Linked DNA regions of Capsicum annuum: region 1 is linked to region 2. Evidence: chromatin contacts called from public Hi-C data. All regions are on one chromosome and are shown on one strand. Each heading gives the region's core, a stretch centred on a gene start, on an enhancer-like site or on the middle of the called end of the contact. The rest is flanking DNA. Distances are from core to core; before and after follow the strand shown.

Region 1 (7,058 bases), core at 2,492-4,991, 430 kb before region 2:
GTGAGCATATCAACCTTATTCTTTCTATCTGAACCTTTTCTTCCAACAATATTGTAGTGTGAAAGATATTTTATGCAGTCTAATTAATTATATTCCTAATAACTCAACAAATTTTCCTAGTCTGAAATTAGGAACATAGGAACTAATAATAAATAAGCAAAAATTGAATTAGAAAAAAAAAAGAAGAAAATTCAGCATAATATATATATAGAAGAAAAATTTATCCTAGAGATATTTTTTTCCAAAGGAAAAAAAACTAGAACATATATAGATGAAAGAAAGACTATTTCATGAGAATGTTTCAAGAAACTCCAATGTATGCTCCAATGAAATCAATTGCAATAAAGTGTTATGCTATGAATTAATTAATGACAATTCAAGGTCATGTTATTTGTCAAAAATTAATGGTAGAAATTGTAATAGAGTTTAGACATTCAATTAAAATAAATACTATAGTTAAAGATTATAAATAAGACTTTAATAGCATGAACTCATTAGAGAAAAAGTTTTGAATACTGTCTTTATGAGATACATCAAAATTATTTTTTCAATAGGGGCAGTAAGTTATATCGTTTAATTGAGTACAAAATTTAAGAAATAGAGGGCATCTTTCAAAAATTGTGGCTAAAAATAAGTTTTAGATCTTTGAATAGTTCTAAATCATCTCATTAAGAGTGAATTTAGAATTTAATGTTAAATTATTAATTATCTTTAAATAAAAAAAGGTGACAATTATAAAAAAAAAAATGCTAAAAGAAAGTGTGACACTTGAAAATACAAGAGTATAAAAATGAATGGTGACGTGAGGAGACGAAGCCATTTAAATTCTGTAGGTTCGAGATTTTAATCTTTTATAATTATTGAATTATAGGTTGATAATTTATATAATTTCAATAAAATTATTAATATAAATAAAATATATAAATCAAAATTACTGAATTCAATCGAATTATGACCCTGGTGATAGTGTGAAAATGAAAGTGGGGGAAGCTACTTAATTAAATGTCCTTATGGAGTACTTGGCTAAAGATTATGCATGAAAAGGTATTTATGTGTATGAATCAAAAACTTAAAAAGTCAAATAGTGCCCACCATATGGTAACAAATATTTCAGCTACCTCTACCTAATCTATGAATTGCTAACACATTGCTACCTTTCATTAATGACTATTATGGGGAAAAAGATATTGTAAAAATCTTCAATGTACTTTGAGCTAGCAATGTTATGGAATCATGCATTGAATACGTTCACTTTTATTTGTTTACTATTTCATAAAATAGCTAATTTTTTATTTATATGATAATAAATAGATATAAGTCAGCAAATCCCATATTAGAGGTAAAACACTTTCTAACAAAGACGATTTCGTACTCAAAAAGATTTAAACCTAAAATTTCTAACTAAAAATGAAAAAGTACTTATCAGTCTGCCACAACTCTTATTGATACACATGATAATACTTCACCAATCACAAAAAAAATATACACACGGTGGAGTAATTTTTCGAAATAAAGTGGAATAAAGTGAAAAACACTAGTTTTTTTTTTTTTTTGGTTTCCCAAGATATCCCCACAGCAGCAATCGTGAGACTAATCCTCCGTTCCTACTGTCAGCGCATTAAACGATAGAAAATTCGCCATAGTGTTTTTTTCAATAACCAAAGTTTCTAGTTGCCAAAGGGCTACTAATTCTTATCACACACTTAAAAAAGTCAATATACATTTATTTGCTTCGGTAGAGCTTAACGAATTGGTCGGTATACGCATGTGATAGGCATAAAATTTGTTCAAATTTAATATTCTTCCAATATACTTTATCCGTTTTAAAATAATTGATCTTTTTTTACTTGACACTCTCCTTAAGAAAATATTTATTAGGAATTTATTTTACCGAATTAACCTTATTAATTATTCTTTGAAAATATAAATTCAAATAATCACACTTTATTTAATCATCTAATATTGAGAGTAGTATTGAACGAACAAAATAAAATTATCTTAATTTCATTAAAAAAACAACTAAATTAAAATAAATATTTTTAGAAAGAGGCCAATTAAGATAAAACAGAGCGAGTACACAAGAATCACATCCAAATTAAAATCTTGCAAGTACTATGGATGCCTGCAAGAATTTATAATTACATAAGTTAAAAGGTACATTGAATTCTCCGAAATTCTTCCTATAAAAAACAGTTAAGTGAACAACGTATCACAATTCACAAGTACAAAGACCAGAAATTACAAAAACAGTCCCTTATGTTCGAAGCTAGATCTAAAATAATCGCTCGTTTAATTGGGAAACAAGTTATCTTAGGATGATTTATAAAATTACAATCCTGGACAACTAATGTCCAGATAAGTTATCTCGTGATTTTATTTCAAGCAAACATGGGATAAATTCATTTTTAAATTAATCTCAAAATTAATTATTCCTTTTAATATTTTATGTCCAAGTTAAACTATTCACAAACAAAATAAATCGAAGAGTAATTTTCACTTAAAATTTTTAAAACAAAAAGAAGAGGCGTCCTAATTAGTAGCAGCATAACCTTAGGCGGTATCGTTTGATTGATGAGATAAAGAATAACAATCTTAAAATATAAATATAAAATTATTTTATCCCTCCTTTGATTATGTGATAATTGATTTCGAACATTATTTTATACTAAAATTAGCTATTTATAAATATGTAATTTTACCTATTTCATCCCATCCCGATAATCAAACGATAGAAAGGAATACCAAGTCAAAAGGCGAGTCAGGTATCGAAGTACGGAAGTTATAACCTTTAAAATAAATTAGGAGAAATCCAAGACAACCATAGCCCCAACTGCCAACTAACCCAGTTTTCTCAATAATAGTCAAAAACTTGATTGGAGAATGAAAAAATAAGTCAAAAGCTTAATTCATAGCACGTGTTAAGAGTCTCACATCGAAAAAGTATCGTGTAATTGGTTTCTTTATATAGACTCGATCAATTCTCTTCTCGTGAGATAACTTTTGGAATATGAGTTAGGTTCAATCCTCTCCTCGTGAGATAACTTTTGGAATGTGAGTTAGGTTCAATCCTCTCCTCATGAGATAATTTTTGGAATGTGAGTTAGGTTCAAAACCTAATTTTACATGGTATGAGAGTTGAGCCCATTCCAGTTCTTCATTCACCGATGTTAAATTCTCATTTTATATTGTTCACGATTCAGTTAACGAAGCATGAATGTCTAGGAGAGTATTAAAAAACCTAAATCGAAAAAAAAACTAGGTAATTGCTCTTGAATTTAGACAATCTTTCCTGCATTAACTTACTTTTGGAGTCGAGTGTGAGTTAGATTCAAGACCTAATTTTATTGAATAGGCGGAGCCATCATCCGGTTCACACATATTTTACTAAAAAAATTAGTATATCATATATAAAAAATATATAATATTATATTATATTTATATACTCACTCTGTTTCAAAATAAATGAATTGTTGAATTTTAGCACAAGATTAAGAAAAAAGCATCAAAAACATAAATTTAACATAAATTTTTATTTTTACCCTTGAAATCTCTTTTACTAAAAAAAAAATAAAATTTGTAGTGTCTTTTGCTTGTCAAATCATAAGGGTAATTTTGAATTTTTTTTTAATAATTTATTTATTTTAAAATATCAATAAATACCTTAATAATTTATTTATTCTAAAACGGAGGAAGTATTATTTCGCTAAATATTATGAATGACATACTATTAAATTTTGGGGGATTTTCTCCGCCAAATTTAAGGCTCCGCGTATCAGTTATATCTCTCATAAGTCATAGCCTTCCACCCATGACCATGTTATTTATTAGTTTTCTAACTTCCTACGTCTTCAGAAACTTCCATTTGACAAAAGATAAAAAAAAAAAACTTCCATATACACCCATTTAATACCCCCTAAAAACTCACAGAAAAATTCATCAAAATTCTTATTGTTTATTCACTTCTAGCTGATTATTCTTGATCAGCTATGGCTTCAATTCATATCATGTCAATTCTATCCATTATTGTTCTTCTTCTTCCAATATGGTCCACTGCAGACATTGCTATGCCTCCTTTCCTCTCCCCTATCTTTGGTAATTCCTTATTTTTTTCCTATCTAATTTTGACCCCTAACTCAGTATTTTTGGTGAATTCTTTTTATTTTATCAACTGGGATGTTCTTAATTTTCCTTTTTGTTTGATTCATTGATTTTGCTATTGTTGTTGTTACTGTTTTCTTATTAGTTGCTATGTTGTTTTCACTGTCGCTTTTCCTTTTCATATCTACTTTGATATATTGTACTCGAATTGAGGTCCTCCGGAAATAAACTCTCTATCTCAGTAGGGATAAGGTCCACGTACACTCGAAACCGAGTAGTAGTTGCTATCTTTTTTCATGTCGTTTTTTCTTTTCATATCTACTTTGATTTATTGTACTCAAACCGAGGATCACAACTTTTCTACCTCTACGAGGTAGGGGTAAGGTCCACGTATTCTACTCTCATTTCACAGGTGTTGTTGTTTGTAGTAGTAGTAGTTGCTATATTTTTTCATGTCGTTTTTTCTTTTCATATCTACTTTGATTTGTTGTACTCGAACCAACCGAGGATCACAACCTCTCTACCCCTACGAGGTAGGGGTAAGGTCCACGTACTCTACTCTCATTTCACGGGTAGTAGTAGTAGTAGTTGCTATATTTTTTCATGTCGTTTTTTCTTTTCATATCTACTTTGATTTATTGTACTCGAACCGAGGATCACAACTTTTCTACCTCTACGAGGTAGGGGTAAGGTCCACGTACTCTACTCTCATTTCATGGGTGTTGTTGTTAGTATTAGTAGTAGTTGCTATATTTTTTCGTGTCGTTTTTCCTTTTCATGTCTACTTTGATTTGTTATACTCAAGCCGAGGATCACAACCTCTCTACCTCCACGAGGTAGGGGTAACGTCTGCGTATATTTCACTTGTGGCATTTCATTATTGTTATTGTTGTTGTTTGATTCATTGATTTGGGTTTCACTAAAGATTCGATCTTGATGTTTATTTACTGATTCTTTTATATTTTTTTTAAACAGAGAATGCGTGTAAAGCAGTGAATTGTGGAAAAGGAAGTTGCAAGGCTTCTTCAAATTCTACTTTTGGTTTTGCTTGTGAATGTGATGCTGGCTGGAGACAAACTCGTTCAGAAAATGATCATTTTTTCAAGTTTCTTCCTTGTGTAATTCCCAATTGTAAGTCCTCATCCCTATACCGACCTCAAGTTAATATATAATAATAATTGGAGTCATTGAGTTTCGTATTGGGCAAAATTGGTGTCATAGTTGAAATTTCAAGAGTCGATCAAGTTTTTGTTATATTTTATTTCAGAAAACTTATAGCTTATGTGTTCTAATTCATTTCAGAGTTTCAAAATTTCAAATGTGCTACATAAATTGCGACAGAGGGAATAGTTGATTTCTCTATATATTTATATGATGTAATCACTTGTTATAAGTGCGGATTAGTTACCAAAAGTAAGGTAAACGAGCTGGTATAACATGCTGGAATATACACTGGAAGTGTAAAATATATGGGTAAAGTTCTTAGTATAATCAACTCTGGTGTTTCCTCTATTGGATCTTTGTTCTTTTATAGCCTCTTCAAATGAGTAGACGAATTTTCGTCTGCTTTTTTGGTTCTATTTTATTTGTGAATGTTCTTATCATCATTTTAAAACCTATTTGCACATAGTAAGACTCTGATTTGCTATGTTTGAAGAGTGATTTGAAAAGAAGATGTTCAATATGTGAATTTTACCTGGATTGATCAAAACTTTTCGTGGCAGAATTCTGTTCAAAACTTACAGTTATTAATATTATCCGTCACGAGCAAAAGATCAAATTAAGATATAAAACTAATGGATGTTTTAGATATGTTGGATGAAGTTCTTGTTTTCATTTCATTCATTTGTTTCTTTCTTCTCATGTTATTGCTGAAGTATTTGATTTTCAAGGGCAGAGATGCACTTTTGTGATAGTGAAAGTTCGTACATGTTGTGTCAAAAGCGACACAACAAACAATAACGACATGCCTAGTATAAATCCCACAAATGGGGTCTAGGGAGGGTAGTGTGTGTGCAAACCTTAGCCCTATCTTGTGGGGTCAAAAGCGACACATATAACATAATAATCTATTAAATGGAAATCTTATTTTTTTCAACTTCTTTGACTTCTGATGGATTTTGTTGGCATAAATTTGATTAGCCTAACAAAATTGATTGATTCAGAAAACTATAACACGATACTTTTCAACTCCACATAGCTAGCAAGTAATGGTTATAAAATAAAAGTATCATTTTCATTTGGACTTGTTCAAATTAAATTTTTTAGCTTGATTGAAATGGTTGCCCAAATAAACGGTCATGGTCTTTTTTGTTTTCATTCATTATAGTTTGTGGTCGTTATCTTGATGATGATGTTTTCTCTCTGCAGGTTCTGTAAATTTCTCCTGTGGAGAGGGGGCTCCTCCTGCCCCAGCGCCAGATAAACGCTCTAATTCATCTATCTTTGAACGTAATCACAATTCGCTATTCCTAAAGCTATGCTATACTTTCCGTAATCAGGAACAGTTATTGAAGATTTTGCTAGTAATTTGTTTCTTTTTGTTGTGATCTTCTAGCTTGTTATTGGGCTGACTGTGGAGGAGGCTCGTGCAATAAGACCTCTGCCGTGACATATTCTTGTGATTGCAAAGAGGGTTATTACAATCTACTCAATCAAACTGTTTTCCCTTGCTTCAAAGAATGTAAGAGCCATGCTTTACGAAACCACTTCTAATACTCCCTATATTTCGATTTTGTTTGTCTGGTTTTGACTTGGCACGCTGTTTAAGAAGGTAAAGAAGTTTTTTGTATCTTGTGGTCTTAAACATGTCATGTGGATATAGAAGTGCAGTCAGATAGTTACGAACAAGTACTAATTAGTTTTCCTTTAGAGAAAAACTTGACTTGTGTCCACTGTCTGGTAAATGTAATAGGTGCTCTCGGAATGGATTGTGCTCAGCTCGGTTTTGATATGATGAA
Region 2 (7,128 bases), core at 3,601-6,100:
AATACAAATTAATAATATTTAAAATCAAACCGAACCGACCGATGCACATACCTAATTTATACGACGAAATGGGATAAAAAAAAGAGTAAGATATATTATTGCTACTAAAGTTGGGCCTTCAAATGGAAACAAAAGAAACAAATGGAAACAAAAGAAATTAGCATAGATCAAAGACAAAATCAAAGTGTACATGTATCTAAAAAGAAACCTTGATAAGAGCTTCACTTACAAACAAAGGTATAAAAGCTTGTCCAAATATTTGATTAAGTGCCATATAATCATAGATATGTCTTTATCTCCCACTATATTAGTATATATTATACTCAAAAATTGGATCTTCTCACTTTGACTGTGCCTCAGTCCAAGATACCACTTTCCTTTTCCCCACAAAATAAAAGAATAAAGGACATGGATCACATGGTTTTCTAACTTTGCTTGGGTTCACTTTACTTTATCCTTAACAAATGAAACAACAAAAACTATAACAAAAGCCTAAAATGACATAAGTAGGACCCATTTGGATATAGCTTATAGTACTTTAATTTCATTTTTTACAATAGAAATACTTCCACAAGTAAAAAAATCCAAAGAACACCCCACCAATATCATAGCCACTTGGTTAGTCAAAAATACCATCAAAAGGGGCAAAGACATAATCCCCTACATCAAACTTTACTCATTATGCAAGTTTCTACCACCCCATTGTACTAAAAAAAATATACCATCAAAGTCTATGTCTACTATTTTTTTCTGCAGCAATACTTAGCAACCTTGAAACACCTTGAGTCCATAGATCATACTCCCTCTGATCTCTGCATTCGAACTCAACGACCCCTCGTAGAACAGTCTTCAACGCGAAGTACCGGAAGTTGTCACTGCCCGGAAGCAAGTGGCGCCCCGGCCAGGCCGGAATATCCTTCATGACTTCAAGCACCACATCTACAAAAAAAAAACAAGTTGGAAAAAGAAAGGCTAAAGAACACTACTCTACTAATAAAGATGACAACTTTATCTTTTTTATCAGATCAAAGTTGTGAAATTCTTGCTTTCTCAAATCCCCAAAAATACAAAAGAAAGACCAACAATCCAATTGTGTTCACATCATTATTGAGAGGAAGAGAGACAAAAAGCTAAGCAAAAACTTACTCTTTTTCTTTTTTGTGATGGTCCCAGCAACATGCCTACTCTTCATTTTCAGCATCACCTGCAACAAAAGAAACCTCCAAGTTAAAAATCTGCAGTAAGAAAGTAGATTCTTTTGTTTCGATTATACACTAACTTTAACTTTTCATCATCAATTTCACCAAGAAGTTTCTACTATGATCATAGAATCATAGTCCCAAAGAATACTATTTGAACTTAAGACTATTGATTATGCAATTATTGAAAAAGTAAGCCTACCTGACCAGTCCTATTAATATACACAGACACTATCTTCCAGTGAAGGTCACCTGCATTAAGTATTAGACAAAGAACTATTAAAAACGTGAAAAAGAAAAAAAAAATATCTTCAAGAAAACCATAATATAGTACTGTGAATAATTCATGGCTTACAGATTATAATTTTGAATAATCAGGATCTTAATTATGTACCTTTGCGAGTACGCTTTAGGAGCTCACCACCTCTTGCAAGCAATTCTCTACTGCAAATTCCAAGAAAATTCTCTTCGGGAATTAGCTCACCGCTAGAACTACCATTGCTACCACCACCATTGCCACTTCCCATCCCTTTATCAACAGGAATTACAGCTGCTATGTTCCATACTTCCTTCAATGTTCTAGCCTTTAATGTAGCCGCACCACGGAGAGCTACAAAACAATACCGCATAAATTAAAGAATATACATATATAACTCAAATCAAATCCATCACCTACCAGACTTAAATACCATACTAACAGCAGAATATTATTAAGTTCCCTATACCATACCAAATTAGAGGCAACTTTTGACATAATTGAGCAATTCAGAAGTGTACCAGTAGCTGCAGCTGCAGTTAATGTCATAATATCCCCTGCTGATCGGACATTCACAGCAGAACTAACAACCGATGCAAGGTGCTCGCGTTCAGCTCCCATAGCCTCAGCAGCTTCAACACACTGTGCTGCTACCAAGGTTGCAGCAGAAGCCACAGCCATATCAGTTTTTGCCATCTGCTCGTCCTTTCCGCTACCAGATGAGGCTGCAGTGGCTGCAGCAATAGCAGCAACTGCAGCAGCAACTCCTGCAACCGACACAGCAGCATGAAGCTGTGCATTATGTGCCCTCATCTCCTCTTTCTTCTTCTCCCTCCTATCCTTCAACCACCTACCCACCGTTTTCCCGCCTCCACCACCCCCACCAGTAACAGCCGAGCTAGTAGCAGCAGCACTGCTCCTGTACTGATTATTAACTGGTACGTTGTTCAGACGACTGTACTGAAGATGACAAAACTATATGTCAGCATCCATTGAAACAGTAAAATCAGTTATACAAAGTCTCCAAAACAAATCAAAATGGTGTCACCACACTATTTCAGCAAAAGATAGAGCCAATATAAATTACCTACGTTCTTGAAAGGTACCTAAAAGCAAAAATTAATGAACCAAACCACCTTGTGACAGCATTAAATCTCAAAATTGATTAATACCCCCACAAGAAAATTGGACCATTTTTTTCTTGGCTATCAAATAAGTGCCTCTACACCACCACCAACACCCCCCACCACCACCATAACCCCCAACAAGAATCAAAATTCTGATTTTACCCAATATTGACATCCAAAGCAAAGGACAAATTGGTAATTTACACACTCAGTACTAACACACAAAACTAAAGGGGTATCAATATCTTTTTTCTGTACTATACAGAAGAGATCACAGTGAATACACTATCCCGCTTTGCCCACTACTTATCATCTTAAAGCCAATCATGTACAGAGAATTTTTCATCCCAGTTAAAAATTTTACCTCTCCCAACATACCAACTAAACAACTACTGTCATAAAAAGCCAAAAAAGTTAAATTTCCCACAATTCTTGAATTTAAAAACCAAAGAAGAAAAGTGAAATCTTACTAAACAAGTGATTCAAGACTTTTGATTTGTACACACAGCAAAGAAAAGCATCATTTCGGTACTACCTTAGGCATGAGCTGCAAGTGGGGGTTGGTGAGGGAGGGTGGGGGGTATTGGATAAAGAGAAAGCTGATATATTGTCTCTCATAAGACTGAGCTTCACTCAGCTATATCAGAACTTGTGCTTTGTATCAGGCAAAAAAGAAAGGAAAAAAAACTCAACACCCAAAAAAAATTAAAAAAAAGAACCATTTGGGCCATATGTTAAGTACAACATGTTACAAACAACATTAGTAGAAAGAGAGAAGACATAGAACAAAAACCTTAGAATCATCCATTTCAGAAGGAGAAACTGGAGGACTGTCTGTAAGAGAGCCACCATTTAAAGGTCCACTACTGTGTGATAGGCGCCCAGATGTGCGTGGTGAAACATCCTGCTGTACACCACACAATACACAAAATCAATCAATAAAATAATAAACAACAACATGGCCGGTAGAGTGTACGTAGACCTTTATCTTTATCCACCTCTAGCTCAAAAAAAAAAAAAAGGTTGTTTTGGATATACCAATAAAGTAATAGATACTAAAAAAATAAAGAAAAGGGAGATCATTGAAGAATTTTTGTATAGCAGCCCAGAAAGAGGAGAAAAGAAATAACTATAGTACACTTGTTTTAGGTAGTGGATTTTGATTAATTAAATAATGAAAGAAAAACCCAGAGAGAGTAAAAACAGTAGTAGCTCTGCAAAAGCATATAAAAATTGAATACACACTTGTTTTTGATGTTTTCAAGAAATCATAAAGCAACAGTTGTGTCACCATAAATGTCCCCTTAACTCAGCTCCTATCAGAAAACTCTTTGGTTTTCCCATAAATCCAAAAAAAAAAAAGTAAAAAGATAAAAAAAAACACTTAAATATTCCAATTTAACTGAAGTTTCATATCTAAACTAGTATGAAATTTATGAGTTTCTTACTTAGAACTATTCAATAAATATTTAGCGTTACACACCTAGTAATCATTTGTGTGAGTTTTATACCAAAATTTTCAGATAGAAAAAAGTGAACTAATGATTTAGTTTTGTTTTGATAAATACAGTGATAACTCAGTTACGAAACTCAAAAAATTAAAATACTTTTAGGTGTATTTTCGATCCTCCACTCAAAATAAAGAAAACCCACCGTAAAACTCCAAAAATAAAAATTGGGTTTAACTTAAAAAACAGATATAAACAAACAAAAAGGGCATAAGTTGACTAATTATTGTCAAAACAAGGATACTTACAGAAACAGACATAATGCGTTCCATAATAAGTTGAGAAGTTTCTGAAGAAGCAAATGAAAAAGGGTTTCCAGAAACAATGGCAGCAGAAGATTCATCTAACTCAACACCAACAACATCTTCTTCTTCCTCTTCGTGTATAGTGCCACTACCATTACAACTACCACTACCACTAGGAGCACCGGTAATAAAAACAGATTTCGGTAAAACAACTTGTGAAGGAGTTAAAGCTTTAGACACTTCAAAAGCAGATAAACTCCAAGAACGTGAAAGAAATTCCATGGGTTCTTTTGGTGTTTCTGGTGGTCTTGGCCTGTACATTGGCTGTACTTGCTCCATTTTTAACAGTGAAAATGGAAAGGAAGTGGGGAGAGGGAGTAGTTGGTGTTGTTTGTGTTGGGAGTGGGAGAGTTTTTGATGCTTTATAGATCAAAGGAATGAGAAAGTGAAGGTGGAACAGTGACACTATGTGTGTGTGAGAGAGAGACAAAAAGTGTAGATGAATTGTCAGTGATATATTTTACTCCATTTTAGGATTTGGGTATATATATTAATTGAGATTATTGTAATCTTGAGATTTATACTCTACTTAGATCCGTTTGATCATATAATATTTTTTTGAGAGTTGAAGTTGGTTTGTTAAAATTAAAATTAGTGTTGTATTTAGTCATAGAGTATATGTTAGAGTAGTTGTTTTTGAAATTTTATTAGAAAAATAAAAGTAAAAACAAACTTGTTTTCACTAAAATAATTTTTACTAAAATAAAATAATGATCAAACACTACTGTTTTTATTTTTTTCATTAAAAAAAAATTCATGGCCAATCACCTACTTATTACTCCCTCCGGAATAAGTGAATTATTGGGATATTTATTGGTGTTTCAAAATAAGTGAATCATTAAATCTTTTTCCAAATTTGTCCTTACGTTTTAACAACCAATAAACTTTTGAAATGAATTACAAGGTCAGTTTTTCCTTTTTTTGGGGTAAAAATAAAAAGTTGTGTTAATTTATTTCTTTAAAATTTTTTCCTTAATATGTATGTCAAAATTTAACAATTCATTTATTATGAAACGAAGAGAATATTTGATTACTTATTTAGTGTTTTGCCTAATTTATACTAAAATGAGATTGATAAAATAAGAATTTAATATATGTGACAATACTTGTTCAGAAAGTCAATGGTTAACTTACTCATTTATATCTATTATAATCTTGCTGTTAAATATTATTTATTATTTAATATATTTTTAAAAATATTAAATTTATTATTTTTAAAAGATGGTATAATAAAATTATACTTATTATATAGTATTGTTGGACTGAGGAAGTACGTAATATATGTATTGTATGAAGCTAGACAAATTTGAATGATTTTTTTTTCCAATTTGAAGCTTTGATGTGATGAAAATGAAAAGGGCTTTAGAAAAGGTTAATATAGCTAAATTTTATGTAAATGTCACTAATTTGTACACAATTAGAAAATTATCTCACAGTTGAACTTTGGACTAATTATATCAATCCTGCTATTCTAGCTTAGGGACCACTTTTTGTGAATCTTTATAGAGGAAACCAGATCCTAGTGAGCTTACCACCAGTCTGAGTCTCTCAACCTACCCCTCTCTATCAGGAAATATTAGAAAGAGACAAGACTCTGAAATCATTGAGGGAGAGCAATCGAAAAATGGAGAGCATACTTGCTCAAATAAGAATTCCCAAAACAGATATGCTCACCCTGGTAAATCTGCAAGCCTAGAGTTTACAAATCTTATCCACGATATGGTTATTGTCCTCTTATGTCAGGAGCTGACAAAGTTAGCTATCATGCTAAATCTTGTAAGCCTTACTCTATGGGAACACTTCATAGCTAAGCTAACCCCACTCTCCAAAAAGAGGAAGAATCGAGAAATAACAGGCTCATCCAATCTAATAAAGAAAAACAAGGCTGTGATGAGAAACACTCCCCATCCCCAACCAAATGATGCAGAATTGTATAGTATGAAATATTGGGGCAGGGAGAAGCAAACACTGCCGAATTTAGGAAATATTGTAAGTCTTTGATTAGTATTCATCAACCTACATCTTGGCCCTGTTAGAAACCAGAATATCAGACCCATCATAGTCTCATGGAGAAGCTGGGTTTTTTTTGCCACCCTCAGTCTAGTGTTATAAGTAATTCTAGTGGTATAATTCTTATGTGGAAAGATGACTCCCTCTCCATCAATGAGACTTCCATTACTCTTCAGGACACCCATGTGACTGTCAAGGTTAGCACCCTCCCTTTGTTTGGATTTTTAGTATTGTTTACGTAAGTACTGATTTTAACATGAGAAGGCTCATTTAGAACCAGCTTAAGTCCTTTTCTGATACTTTTGTTTCTTTGGGTTGTACTAGCTGGCTTACGAGAGGGAATTTTAATGAGCTCCTTGGAGATACTGAGAAATTTGGGGGCAACTGGCTGAATCTCTCTAGAATTTCTCTTTTCTAGGATTGTATAGATCATTATAGTCTCATGGATTTAGGGTATAAGGGTAGTAAATACACTTGGTATAACACGAGGTATAGAAATAGGCATAGCCTGATCCTTGAGAGATTGGATAGGTTTCTTGCTAAAGGTCACTGGATCCATACTTTCCTTGAGGCTTCAGTTTTTTATCTTTCTAGGACTCATTCTGATGATTCTCCCTTGCTCCTTCATTTTACCAAACTCCACCAAAGCCCCAGTAAACCCTTCAGAGTCGAGTCTATGTGGTGTAATCATGGTAATTTCAGGAATCTGGTCAATCGATCTTT

What was found. A called contact is a pair of places that touch in the nucleus more often than the background predicts.
Region 1: a Hi-C map of leaf shows a contact between it and region 2, with 2.0 times the contacts expected there. The contact joins the promoter of LOC107864176 here to the promoter of LOC107852196 in region 2. A contact is called at or near these places in 4 of 5 Hi-C or Micro-C datasets (bud, leaf and placenta).

The regions. Positions count from the first base shown.
Region 1 is chr3:21,243,225-21,250,282 of UCD10Xv1.1, reverse strand. LOC107864176 reads left to right here and starts at 3,741. Exons shown (of 6, transcript XM_016710464.2): 1 at 3,741-4,092; 2 at 5,074-5,229; 3 at 6,469-6,549; 4 at 6,656-6,781; 5 at 7,013-7,058. The coding sequence starts at 3,987.
Region 2 is chr3:20,809,309-20,816,436 of UCD10Xv1.1, reverse strand. LOC107852196 (VAN3-binding protein) reads right to left here and starts at 4,850. Exons shown (of 7, transcript XM_016697253.2): 1 at 4,339-4,850; 2 at 3,376-3,486; 3 at 1,977-2,415; 4 at 1,594-1,809; 5 at 1,402-1,451; 6 at 1,147-1,204; 7 at 499-939. The coding sequence starts at 4,674. The coding sequence ends at 725.